Regions from separate parts of the Mus musculus genome. Here all the other regions are linked to region 1. A link is a contact called in public Hi-C data. All regions are on one chromosome and are shown on one strand. The core of a region is the stretch at or near the end of the contact, and the rest is flanking DNA. Distances in the headings are between cores, read along the strand shown.

Evidence for each region. Hi-C and Micro-C count contacts between places; a contact is called where the count stands out from the background.
Region 2: a Hi-C map of pro-B cells shows a contact between it and region 1, with 4 times the contacts expected there. The contact joins two enhancer-like sites. A contact is called at or near these places in 2 of 15 datasets of contacts at CTCF or cohesin (the NIH/3T3 cell line and large pre-B cells), 17 of 484 Hi-C or Micro-C datasets (B cells, the G1E-ER4 cell line, the HL-1 cell line and 6 more), 3 of 115 datasets of contacts at active chromatin or transcription factors (T-cell acute lymphoblastic leukemia, embryonic stem cells and memory CD8 T cells) and 2 of 9 other capture datasets (embryonic stem cells and liver).
Region 3: a contact with region 1 is called in a Hi-C map of the N1E-115 cell line, with 10 times the contacts expected there. The contact joins two enhancer-like sites. A contact is called at or near these places in 3 of 484 Hi-C or Micro-C datasets (the G1E-ER4 cell line, the N1E-115 cell line and cerebellum), 2 of 115 datasets of contacts at active chromatin or transcription factors (double positive thymocytes and embryonic stem cells) and 1 of 9 other capture datasets (embryonic stem cells).

The regions. Positions count from the first base shown.
Region 1 is chr12:100,836,738-100,840,936 of GRCm38.p6, forward strand. It overlaps Dglucy (D-glutamate cyclase), which reads left to right. Exons shown (of 13, transcript NM_145448.5): 4 at 1,763-1,961. Among named protein-coding and RNA genes, the nearest start is that of Gm36572, 55 kb to the right of the region's middle. Within about 2 kb of position 2,659, at least 77 of the 459 cell types and tissues checked have an H3K27ac peak or open chromatin away from gene starts, as enhancers often do. A contact at or near this core is called in the N1E-115 cell line and pro-B cells, where this site is marked.
Region 2 is chr12:100,481,056-100,485,193 of GRCm38.p6, forward strand. The region is part of intron 3 of Ttc7b (tetratricopeptide repeat domain 7B); the gene reads right to left. It overlaps Gm36375 (elastin-like), which reads right to left. Exons shown (of 2, transcript XM_006516439.4): 2 at 1-4,138. Among named protein-coding and RNA genes, the nearest start is that of Gm36375, 12 kb to the right of the region's middle. Within about 2 kb of position 1,351, at least 16 of the 459 cell types and tissues checked have an H3K27ac peak or open chromatin away from gene starts, as enhancers often do. A contact at or near this core is called in pro-B cells, where this site is marked.
Region 3 is chr12:100,335,314-100,339,558 of GRCm38.p6, forward strand. The region is part of intron 17 of Ttc7b (tetratricopeptide repeat domain 7B); the gene reads right to left. Among named protein-coding and RNA genes, the nearest start is that of Gm51958, 12 kb to the right of the region's middle. Within about 2 kb of position 2,593, at least 45 of the 459 cell types and tissues checked have an H3K27ac peak or open chromatin away from gene starts, as enhancers often do. A contact at or near this core is called in the N1E-115 cell line, where this site is marked.

The DNA of each region.
Region 1 (4,199 bases), core at 1,409-3,908:
GACTTTAAGACACTGTAACTCTCCTTATCTTCCTCCTGCTCTCTCCTCCATCTGACCATCTTCTGCTCACCCACAAAAGTGGCCTTTTCTAAGTCTGCATCTGATCATGTGACTCTACTCTTTAAAAGTTTCCAAGGCCAGCCAGCCTGTGGCCTGTACCTTAGCCCCATCTCAAGACTAGTGGTGACCCGGCCCCAGCTCAGCTTCTTCCTGATACTCAGGTCACACACACACCCCTCCCCAAGCTCTCTTCCTAGACAGAAGGCTTCCCATTATCATTCTGTAGGTGCAAGGATGAGGGGACCCCTCAAAAAGACGTTACTAGGGCCTGAGCTGGTACTTACTGTGTGGTCAGCTTGAGTCTCCTGGTGCAGACCTCCCTTGGCTCATATACTCGGTGCCTTCACACTTAGCACATTCTGCCTAGGTGTCCTTCCCTTCTCATCCAACCTGTGGACTCCTACTTATGCCTTAAGACCCAACTCCTCCCCCTTCATGGGTCATAGCATTCCAACACTATGAAGAAACACCCAAGGCACACATCTTAAAGAAGGAAGGGTTTGTTTGGTTTGCTGGTTTGGAGGTCTCAGTCTATGGTTGAGTGGCTACAGCTTGGGCCTGTGGCAAAGCAGAACATTATAGCAGGGGAGATGGAGTGGAGCCAAGCTACTCAGGAAGCAGAGAGAGAGGATGGCGAAGTAACATCCTCATCTTAAAAGCGGATATACCCGATGACCTAACTTCCTCTTACTAGTTCCCACCTCTTAAAGGTGCATAGCTGCCACCACCACCACCACAAGCTGGGATGGTGCATTCAGTCTATGGGCCTCTAGGGGAGACTTGAGATCCAAAGTAGAGCAGTAGAGGAGGAGGGTGCCTCATTGCTCTGTGTTTCTCCCTATCCAGACACTTGCTGCTCCATGGAGCTGGTGTCTGAATGTGGAGTCACACCCTGGCCATCCCTACAACCCATCCCCTGGCACATGGCTGGAAAGGAGGAATAACCCAGCAATGATTTGGGGTGAACAGGGTTGAGGCTCGTACCACATAAGGCTTTCAGCCTCATGGGAGAGGACACCAAAGTTTCTCTGGGTCCAACAGCATCTCCCTGTTGCAGAAAGTCCACCATTGTTTTATTCTTGTGGGTCTGACTGGTCTCACATTGAGGTTCAGGAAATGGGATGGGGTGGGACCCACAGGTTATGCTATGCACACATTGATTCAGTGGTTCTGGTTTGGTCATGCTTCAGGAACACCAGCAAAGCCCCGACTTGAAAACCAAGCGCTCCCCAGTGTAGAGAGCTCTAGACGTGTCAGTATCAGAGAGTCCCTCCTCTGCCTTTTTCTCCTCCTCCTCCTCCTCCTTCTTTTAAAGATTTATTTATTTAATGTATATGAGTACACTGTAGCTGTCTTCAGATACACCAGAAGAGGACGTCAGCTCACATTGCAGATGGTTGTGAGCCACCATGTGGTTGCTGGGAATTGAACTCAGAATCTTTGGAAGAGCAGTCAGTGCTCTTAACCACTCTCCAGCCCCTCTCTGACCTTCTAATAAACACAGTATTGGCCGAGTGGGCACGGTGGTACACCCTGTGGAGGCAGAGGCAGATGAATCTCCATGAGTTTGGAGTCAGCCCAGTCTACAGAGCAAGTTCCAGAATAGCCAGGGCTGTTACATAAAGAAACCCTGTCTCTAAAAACAAAAACAAAAACAAAAAAAGCGCCTCAGGGGCCTGTGAGCACTTCTTTGTGTCCCTAGGACCATCTGTCCACAGTTGCAGAAATACAAGTTTGGCACCTGCACAGGCATCCTGACCTCACTGGAAGAGCACTCAGAACAACTAAAAGAAATGGTGACCTTCATCATAGACTGCAGCTTCTCCATAGAAGAGGCCTTGGAGCAGGCAGGGATCCCCAGAAGAGACCTAACAGGTCCCAGCCATGCAGGAGCATACAAGGTAAGGCCATGCCCCTGGGCAAAACAGCTTGAAAATGTGGATGGACTCTGTAGTTTCCGATGGTGGAGAGAATGTTGGTTCAGGGATCAGAAGCCCTAAGGTCAGCCCTAGCTCAGTCGCCCTCCCAGGTAAAACCATTACCCTCTGAGTCAGTCTCTCTCCCACCTGCCTCTGATATGGCTGTGCAATGTCAATCAAAGTCATTTGGACATTTGGAGAGAGAGAGAGGGCATGTATATATGAATGTATGTTCAGGCTAAAGGTCAACTAGTACTCTTCGGGAGCAGAACACATTGTTTTCTGCTAAGTTACACTTATTTGGGGAAGGGGTGATTTTGGTAGTGCAATGTTTGTGTGGAGATTGGATGGCAACTTATGGAAATCAGTTCTCTCCTTCTGCCTCTGCCTCGTGGGGCTTGGGAATCAAATTCAAGTCACCAGGCACGGCAGCAAGTGCCTTTATCTGATGAGTCTTTTCACTGGCCCCACCGTGGAGTTGGAGACAAGACCTCTTACTGGGATTCACTGATTAAGGGTAGGCTCTCTGCCAGAGAGCCCTGGGGATGCTCTTGTCTCTATCTCCCAGTGCTAGAATTACAAGCACAGGGTGTCACCATGGCCAGTTTTGATGTGAGCACAGAGTGTTAACGGCAGAAGGGTGGCCTCTCCTGGGACACGCCTGCTGTTAGGGACTGTCCCTGTGGCCGAGTTGATGCACTTCTCTTCCTGCTGAAACCAGTCACGTGGGGAAGAGTGGCGCCCTTCCTCCTCTGCCTCCTTCCCAGATGCTGTTGGGACAAGTCTGAGCACTCTGGCTGATCAGCAGTCTCCAGGCCTCCCTGTGCACAAGACCAGCCTCCAGACTTCCCTGCTCACAGTGGCTGGACTTTTTTCATCTTGAGCGCTGTTTGTCACAGTGTCCCTCCCCACTTTGACTCCTGCCAAAGAGGCTTGGACTGCGTCAGGTCCCTGCAGTTCTGTAGTAACCTTCGAGGCACAAAAGATTGGGTTGATGAGATTGGCTATACAGAGAAACCCTGTCTCGAAAAAACCAAAAAAAAAAAAAAAAAAAAAAAAAAGCTTTGTACAGAGGCACAGACGTCCATATATGTTCACCAAAGCCTGTCAATTATCCATGACACGTCACTGCCCCCTCTCCCCACAGCTGCCATACAGTTTTGTCTGTAACAACTCACCCCACTGCCCTTAGGCCCTGAGAGAGATGGCTCTTACAGCCACCTTGAATTTGACTGATGGCCTGGATAGATGGCCCATCCTAAACAGAGGTGTCTCAGTCCCCAGGAGCCCTGCCTGGCTTTGTGAGTGGCCTACATGTGCCTTTGCTCTGTCCCAGGTGCTGTCATACAGACACTGGGCTGGCAGCACAGCAGAGCCTCATCTTACAGTTGCCAGGGTGGTAACAGCCAGTTAAGTGGCAGCCAAGGTCGTCCCAGGGGATCCTGATCCTGGCTGCGTTCTAAGCCTGTCGTAAGCCCCACTGCAGGGGGAGAAGTATACCACCAGTGAAAGTCACCCAGGTCGCCCTGTGCAGAATCTTGGAAGGGAAGACCGGGGCATCCAGGGACAGGCTCATCCTGTGGGATCTAGAAGTAAATCAGGCAGCCGATGTTCCTGGCGCTGTTTGCTTGCTTTTGCCTGATTCTGTCAGAACTTCGCAGCTTCTTGAGGTCCATGGAGAAAGAACATTTAGAGACCCATGAGACTGGGCGAGGAAATTGTTTTTTGGTTTTTTGGGGTGTTTTGTTTTGTTTTGATTTTGAGACAGGGTTTCTCTGTAGCCCTGGCTGTCCTGGAACTCACTCTGTAGACCAGGCTGGCCTTGAACTCAGAAATCTGCCTGCCTCTGTCTCCCAAGTGCTGGGATTAAAGTCGTGAGCCACCATGCCCGCCACTGGGTGGGAAAATTGTGTGTGTGTGTGTGTGTGTGTGTGTGTGTGTGTGTGTGTTATAAACCTCGGCTGAAAGTTAGCATTTCCTTTGGTTCTGACTGTTGGCCACAAAGGGCTGTTGGATCAATATGTCCTGGAATGCTGAGGATGATAAAGTATCTCACAAATAGCATAACACAGTACAGTTCTTGAGAGTTTCAAAACACCCTGTATACTGATACTCCAGTAACAGATCTGCCATTCTGTCCTCCTAGCTGTTAGTGGGAAAGTATAATATTCTTTCTGGGGCTCTGGTAACTACATCTGGACATCAGAAATAGTAGTGGTT
Region 2 (4,138 bases), core at 101-2,600, 360 kb before region 1:
ATCAGACTTGGTGCAAGTCCGGGCCCCTAGGAGATTCTAGGAGGAACCCGACTGCCACAGTGCAAGAGCTAACTGCATTACAAAGGCTCTTTAGCCAGACAGATGGGAGGCAGTCCACAGACCTGGAGGTGAGGGTCAGCAGGAAAGGAGCCACAGACAAGATTATGTGCTTCAAAGCATGCTGGACCACATCTATATTCATCTAAATAGACAGGATTTCAGACACGCTGAAATTCCCTCACTTCCGACTTAACAACCAGTGTCTATCCGAGTAGAGTTCATGACCAGTTGTGTACCCGGCATGCCAGGGCAAAGCTAACAAACGGTCTCGTGCGGGTAGGGTAGCCTGTGAGGCAGCTCCACCCCTCCTCTGTACACAGAAGCAAGGCAAGCAGCGTGGACATGGCACAGCTTCACTGCCCAGCCTAGACCATGTGCCCGTGTAATTGCTAATCCCATGAATTAATTAATTAATGATACAGTTATGGAAAGGCAAGTGGCAGAAGGGAAACGATTAAACCAAAGCAGAGTGCCAACCTAGACTGTGTGGAACCAGCGGGAGGAGGGTGGGGTCTGCATGCAACAAACAGTGTCAATGAGGGTGAAAGTCCCATGTCACTCAGACCCCTCTCTCCTGAGACCAGAGCTAAGGGACAAGAGAACAGCAACGAGCTAGAAGAAGACAGAGCCAGTTAGGGAGTGGGCCTGGAGGAGGTGGGGCAGGTGAGTGGGCAGCAGGCGGCCTGGAGAAGGGGTGGGTGGGTAGAACACAGCAGGATATGAGGCCAGCCTGGCCATCTGGGAGCCGGCCACAACTCTGGAAGGAAAAAAAAGTGTGCCTACATTCAGCAGAAAACTCACTGGGAACCCAAGCTCTGAGCACAGGGACACTTGTACTCTACTGTGGACTTTTAATTTCAGCTTGACTTGAGCTGACACTCAGGTCTCTGTCTAGCTGCTGCCTTCATCGTACGTGAACATCACCTGCCGCAATAGGAAGCACACAGAGGGGAAGTCACATGTTACTCAGACCCCTCTCTCCTGAGACCAGAGCTCCACTGAGTACCCTACCTCCAGATAACCCTGTCACCACTGGGAGCATCAAATCAGTCCTTGCTCTCCTCCTGCACTGTGGCTCTCCACAGTGAGCTCCAGTCACCCCACCTTATATACCAAGAAGCCTTTAATTCTGACCAATAAGCCAGGACCCTAGAGATCCTTTTAGGCTGAGCAGACTCCCGGGTGATCAGAACTCCTCACTTCAGCTCCAGTCCCATAGGTTCCTTAAGGTCCAGGGAAGCCTCCTCCCGAGGCTGAGGCTCAGCTGCTTTGGGCGTTCCTGTCTAATGGGCTGGAACTACCTTCACGCTTCCCACACACACTTGTCTCGCTAGCCCCTTACACACAGCTTGTCCCCACTGCCTGCCACTTCCCTTTCAAACACCTCCCGGTTCTGACGTGTCTGCCCTGGCCTTGGTGCAGCCCTCTACTTGGAATCTAGGCCTTGGCTGTACCACTGGTATCAGGTGGGACCAATGAGAACAGAGGAAGCATGCTAGTTTTTGAAATGAAAGGGATGTGATGCTTGGAACTGTCTGCATAAGAGATGAAAGATGAAAAAGAAAAGCAACATGGCTACCCACCCACCCCGGAATCTGGCACCAGCAGGAAGCTGCTGCCATCCCAAAAGCTGGAAAGGCCAGAGAGAGGAGGTGGAGTTGAAAGGGCCCGGAAGCTGGGGTCGTTGTGTGGGAGTTAAACAGAGAGGGACACTTCATTTGTCAGGAGCTGGACATACTGTGACTTTTCTCTCATCCTACCCGATGTCTTCCAGCAGTGCCTTCTGGTGGCCAAAGCCGCAAGGCAGCTGACTGACCCTGGGAAAGTGCAGCCTGCAGAAGAGAGCCTCTGAGAGGTAGGACACAGAGGAAGGAGGAGCCCAGGGGTCGCTCACAGCCTCCCACAAGCCTCCTTCCCTGCAGTCTTTAATCCCTTCCTATCCAGTCTTGTTTAATTCCTTCCTAGCTTCTCTTTGCCCTGCGCAGAAAGATCATTCTTACTTATCCATTCATTCAAGCCTAGCCTCATCCTTAAAACTTGCCAATAGGTGGCAGCTTCCTGGCAAGAGAAGATGCAGAATTTGTTCACTAGACTGACACTGTCAATCAACTGCATGCACAGTAAGGGCTGTCAATCAATCAACTGCATGCACAGTAAGGGCTGTCAATCAACTGCATGCACAGTAAAGGTTGTCTGCTTTGACTATGCACACTGAGTCTGCTTTAAAACATGGGCAAAACACTGTTCAAATTATCACTGAAGGATGAAATGCTGAGGATCTGCAAAGCTGTCAATCCTGAAACTGGAACCAGCTAAAAACAGCCAAGATTGTCTGTCCCTATAGACTAGCTCGGAGGTCCATTGTAAAGATGCCCTAGCTGGATATCTGGTGCCATACAGCCAGATGATGCATAGCTTTAACTCCTACTCAGGAGGCAGAGGCAGGAGGACTGAGCGCTCAAGGCAAGTTTGGGCAACAGAGAGAAACTGTCTCCAAAAGGAAGTCAAACCAAAGCAAAAAAAAACCCACCACAACAGACACCAATATGGCAGCAGACACCATACGCAGAGCTGTGAAGAGCGGGAGAGGCTGGTAAAGCCTAAGGTAACAGAGTAACAAGAGACCGAGTTAGCAATCAAAAACCCAAAAAACCCCAGGTACACGTGGATGTCTAAGTAGTGCCAAAAAACCAAAGTGGAGAGAATACTTCTCCAATTCATCTTCTGACATCAGTCTTCATGACAAAGTCAAGCCTTCCCCTGGAGACCACAGGTGTCCTGTATGCACACAGCTATAGAAAGCCTCAACAAGATTAACACCCCAAACCCAGCTACACAGAAAATGATTAGACACCATGACCAAATGGGATGGATCCCAGGAATACAAGACTGAGCTAACATACGGAAACCAACATACAAAAAGGATGAGGCACACCGATTACAGGACCTTCACATCGGAGGGGAACAAGTACCCTGTGTTCTCTAGCACACATGCGTGACTTTTAGAAATCCAACAAACTAGAAACAGAAGAATACTTTTCAGAGTTGGTAAAGGTCATAAAAGAAAACTCAATAACCCAAACTTGATCATAAAATTCCCCTACCACAAGGATGTCTGCTCCGGTCACTTCCATTCGCCGCCATTAATGAGAACATAAGGAAGCACCAGCTATGCAGATGTGCATCGAAAAGACACAAAGGAAGAAATAAAACCATCTGTATTTGCAGATGTTATAATATTATATAGAAAACGCTAAAAACATACCTTTAAAAACCCTTCCAAGCTAACAGAGTCCATCTGGGTTGTGGAAAATGAAGCAACACAAGGAAACCAGCCACATGCCAATGGCACTTAGCAATCTCATATGAGACCAGGGAACAATCCTACTCAGAGTAACACTTAAAAGAACTGAATACTTAGAATAAAATGTTTAAATGGACATACATATCCAAAAAAAAAAAAAAAACTAGACAAGGGCTGGAAAGATGGCTTAGTGGTTGAGAGCACTGACTGCTCTTCCAGAGGTCCTGAGTTCAATTCCCAGCAACCACATTGTGGCTCACAACCATTTGTAATAGGGTCTGACGCCCTCTTCTGGTATGTCTGAAGACAGTGACAGTGTACTCACATATATAAAATAAATAAATCTTAAAAAAAAAAAAACCCTAGACAATATTTTTAAATGAAAGAAGGCATTTCATGTCCATGGATTAGAAGATGACAATACTACCCAAATCACCTACAGATTCAACAGTGCCCTGATCAAAATTTCCCTGCCCTAATTTACAATCTGTCCTAAAATTTACATGGAAATACAAGGACTCTAAAGAGCTGAGACAATCTTGAGAAGGAAAAGCCTATCTGATGACTTTGCAAGTTCAAAGCGCACTACAAGGACACAGGGATAATGACCTTGCAGTACAAAGGATAGATTCAGTGGCCAAGGGAGCTCAGAGAGGAGCAATCACATTTATATTCAACAATAAGGATAGTACGACAATTTAGTGGAAGAAGAATTGTCTCCTTAGCAAATGGTTCTAGAATAACAGGAACTCCACAAAGGAATAAATTTGTACC
Region 3 (4,245 bases), core at 1,343-3,842, 500 kb before region 1:
CACTGTCTGGTTCTAACCCCAACCTCAACACCCAGCCATAAAGGCCACCTCCTGAAGGAAGGCTGCAGCGAGCCTCCTGCTGTCCCTTCAGAACACGAGGCCTTGGGTCCTTGCACGTGAGTGTCGTTATCACCATGCAGTCTACAGGCTGCAAAGTAGATGCACCCGCCTTCCATATTTGATTGCGTGGTTCTAAAAGACGACAAGGTATCTTCTGTTTAGGGTTTTTCAAAGTCATTTCAGTAATGTCAAGTCACTCAAGGCACTGGGCAGACGCTTGTAGAGTAAATAAAAGAGTCGTGAGCAGACATCTTTTTATGCTGTTCAGAGGTCATAGACTATGGCACTCAGAAGATACAGCCAGTGTTCTCTGGTCTCGTAATGGGGGAAGGCCCTGACCTTCGTGACTTCCAAGGATTTTTTCAGTGTATCTGTCACACTGCTGGAAATCTCAGGAACAGAATTAAACACTGATGTCATTTATTGACTTTCTCTCTCTAATACAATTAAACCACCAAAGAGAGAGGATGAGGAGGGTGGTCAGGAACCCTTCCCTGTTCTCGGTCAATTCCTTGTTACATGTATCACAAGGGCCTTGCTGCGATGAACCTGGGATAGATAGTAGAGGAGTCAGAGGGTTCTAATAGCAGGTAGCCATGGCCAGAGTTAGCATCCACTGTTCTTTGCAGTAACATAGCAAGTGAGTCTTCCTCTGGTTAGAGTTCGGAGGCATCACTAACAGCACAACAGAACAGCAGCTATTTTACTGTGGAATAGGACTGACAAGGTAAGCAGGAATATATACTGTGGTTGTGACTTACGTGGGCACAGTAGAAATGCTGCTTCTCCATCTGTCTTTAAGGAACTCCTTCCCCCCCCACCTCCCCCTCACCACAGCAAAAGCACATTTTGCATGACCCAGGGGAATAGTGGAGACAGAGTCTTGGAAAAGAAACCCGAAGGAAGACTAAAGGACATATTTCCAGCTTGAAATCCAAGACTCTGGAGGGATGTTTCCAAATTATCAGGCTCAACAGATGAGCCAGGCACCATGCCCAGGCTGCTCTGCATCTCTTATTTATCACACTAACTTGAGAAGTGCTTATCAGTGCTGTGACCCAGGGAGCACAGTGCCGTGTGCTGCAGCTGCCAGGCCCTGCCAAGGAGACAAGCATCCTTTCCCTTATGGCACGGCTGGGACAAGCCACCGCAGGATCAGCTTGGCTGGAGTGGGCGGAGGCAGGTGACTGTGCCCTAAAAGCTGGCCCAGGGTTTGTGAGCAAAGTGCTCAAATGGCAAAGGGCTAAGATGCCCTGAAACTGGGCAGCCTGCATTTCCTTGGCTCACAGATTTTGTTACCCACCCTCCTCCTCCTCCCCTCTGTGCTGCCTGGGACACCTGATAAAAAGGTGAAGGGATGTTGAAGAACTGTTCTTATCCCAGTCCAGTTTTGTCTAGGTTCTGCTGGGCTGCCTTGGGGTGGAGAATACCAGGAACAAGGGTGGGAAGACCTTTCTCTGTGGGTGGAGAACCAAGGCCTCAGATCCCAGGGACTGCAGATCTAGGCTCTGGGCCCTCCTGAGGTTTCCTTTCACATCCAGAGCTGCTCAGAAACCCTGCCATAAGTAGGACACTAGCAACAGTCGGCTCCAATTGCTTTTCAGCTGAAGCTTTGGCCAAGCTCATGTGTATGGAAAGAGAGGCCTGTGGTTGATTTCATACAGATTTCAACGTGACTATATATGAGTTCTACTTAGCCACCAGAGTTCATCATTCAAAGGGACCCTAAAGGCAACAGTTCTGTTAGGTGAAAGTAGGAGGCTTAGTTAGGTGTGGTCACCCTGCTCTTTCACAAATAGGGACCCTGAATGAAGGGCACACATTCTAGTCTGGCTCCCCTTTTAACTGGTGGGACTGGACAAGCAGCTGTGGTTGGAAGACCCCTGGGATTCCTTTCATGCCTCTGTCTTCTCAGCATGGAGCAAATGAGATCTTGTCTACCTGGTGAACTGGTGCTTATCCCAGAGCTGGGAGCAATGGACACTTGTCACGCTATGTGTGATAAACATCCTTTACTAAAAGGGAGACAGCAGTAGATACACAGGACAGACACTTGGCAGGAGCCCAGCCCTGGAGGACTGACTGGATTGCTTCATGTGATGAACATGAGAGAGTGATGGAGCATGAGGCTGCCACACCCCATTCCTCACCCACATCCTCTCCACCTCCGCTGCTGCAGCCCATACCTGCTGCCTTCCTCACCTCTTTTCTGAGAAGAACCCAAGGCACTCTGGCATCAGGCATGTAGCAATCCCTCGTTAATGGAGCTTGGAGCTCATTTCCCTGCCCCCTAACAATTCAGTGTTATCCCACATCAGACTTCATTCAGTGTCCACGCCTAGAAGCTGTGCCCCCAAACCAATGAGAGCAAGGAGAGAAAGCAGTAATTTCCCCTCCTAAAGATCCTGAGTTCTTAACAGCAATCTGAATGATTAAGGATCCTGCCAGTCAGCTTGCTTAAAACATTCTCATGTTAATAGGAAAAGACTGTCTCTTAAGCAAGGCTTAGAAATGCCATCTGTCCAACACTGCAGCCTGCTGGCAGCTGTGACCTTCTTGTTTCCATACCTGCTTCCTCCATCCCAGCATGTCCTGATGAGATCAGCAACGGCTCTCAGGTTTTGGAGGAAGAAGAGATGAGAGAGGCCACTCGTATTTCAGCCACCAAATTAGGTATGCTATCTATACTGTTTGCTTTATATTAAACGTTTTAGTTCTGACCCAATGTCCCCAAGGGATTAGACTTGATCTGCCTATCTTTCCTACAAGGCCATCCTGTTGCTGAGGCAGTGGCTCTCTACTGTTATCATACACCTTCCTTATCTGTGAGCATCACTGTCTTTCTCCTCCCTCTGTGCATGTCCATCACTGTGATAGTAAAGCCAGGGCCACAGCAGCTTAGCAGACAACTGCTGCCTTGTACTAATCCCCACAGCCCATACTGCCTCCCACTGGACTCTCTAATAAACGCTGGCCACCACTCTCAGTAGAACTTCCATTTTACCCTGAGGGAAGAATATTTTAAGATGCCCACTGCCACAGCTCCAACATGAATCCGTTCCCCAGCCACTTTAACAGAGTTTCAATAAGTTAACAACAGACAAAATGTCTTCTCCCGAGAAGGAGAAGATCTTTCCAGGGGAAAGCTTTGGGACAGGAGTCCACGAAGCAAGGAGAGGCTATGTTGTCTCCAGGAGGCATGCGAGGCTGAAGCAGTACTGCCAAGGCTGGTAGGCCAAGTGGTCACACACAAGCATGAAGGGAAGCCATTCATGAGCATGCGAGGAGAAGCCAGCTGTCAGGGTGATCCACACTGGTGGTCCTGGGTTGGAGGCAGTACCTTCTGGAGGACTACAGTGGACAGAAGTTTCCTCAGCAGCTCACCTACCATACTGCATGTTCACTTTGGAGCTACTCAGAGCCCTCTGCCTGGAGAGGCTGCTCTAAGCCTGGCATGGTTACCCATGACTGTAGTACCATGCAGTACATGGTACAGGGTAGCTTGGTGCTTCCCTGTTGTGGACACCCACATCTATACTGACTTGCCAACTGCTTATAATTCCATTCATTCTCATTTAAAGAAAGGTGCCCCAGAAGTAATTAAGAAAAATTATATTAAATTAATATTGACTAAATGTAAATAGCAAAGAAAGGTTATATTTGAAAAAGATTGTCTCAATCAGGACTTTTTTTTTCCCACTGTAAATTCAAAAATAGGGGAATGTAAATAAAATAATAAAAATTGAAAAAAAATATTCAAAACTAGTGTTGAGGAACAGAGGGTAAAATATGCAGTTTGAGCATTTCCTTTCGGACTGTGTTACTCATTAAGGTGTGGGGATGTAAAGCCATCACTCGCCATGACGAAGTGGAACCACACTTCTCCGTGATGCTCTTCTCCGTCTGGTCGACTGCTGTCTCATTACTCTGCGTGTTCTCCTCCCAGGGAATTTACTCCTAAACAGGGAGGCAGCCTTCACCGCCACTGGAAGGTGGGAGCCAAGAGCCCCAGGCGTCCTTGTTGGCTTTATTGCACACTTGGAGAGGGAAATGAAACTTCCTACATCGTTTTCTCCCCAGTAAGAGCTGCTAGAGCAGCTGAGAACAGGGCCTCTGGGCTTTGGGTCTAGAGGCAGTGTGGAGGGACCCTGTAGTCTGGAGCCATCCAGAAGAGATAGAAAGTCT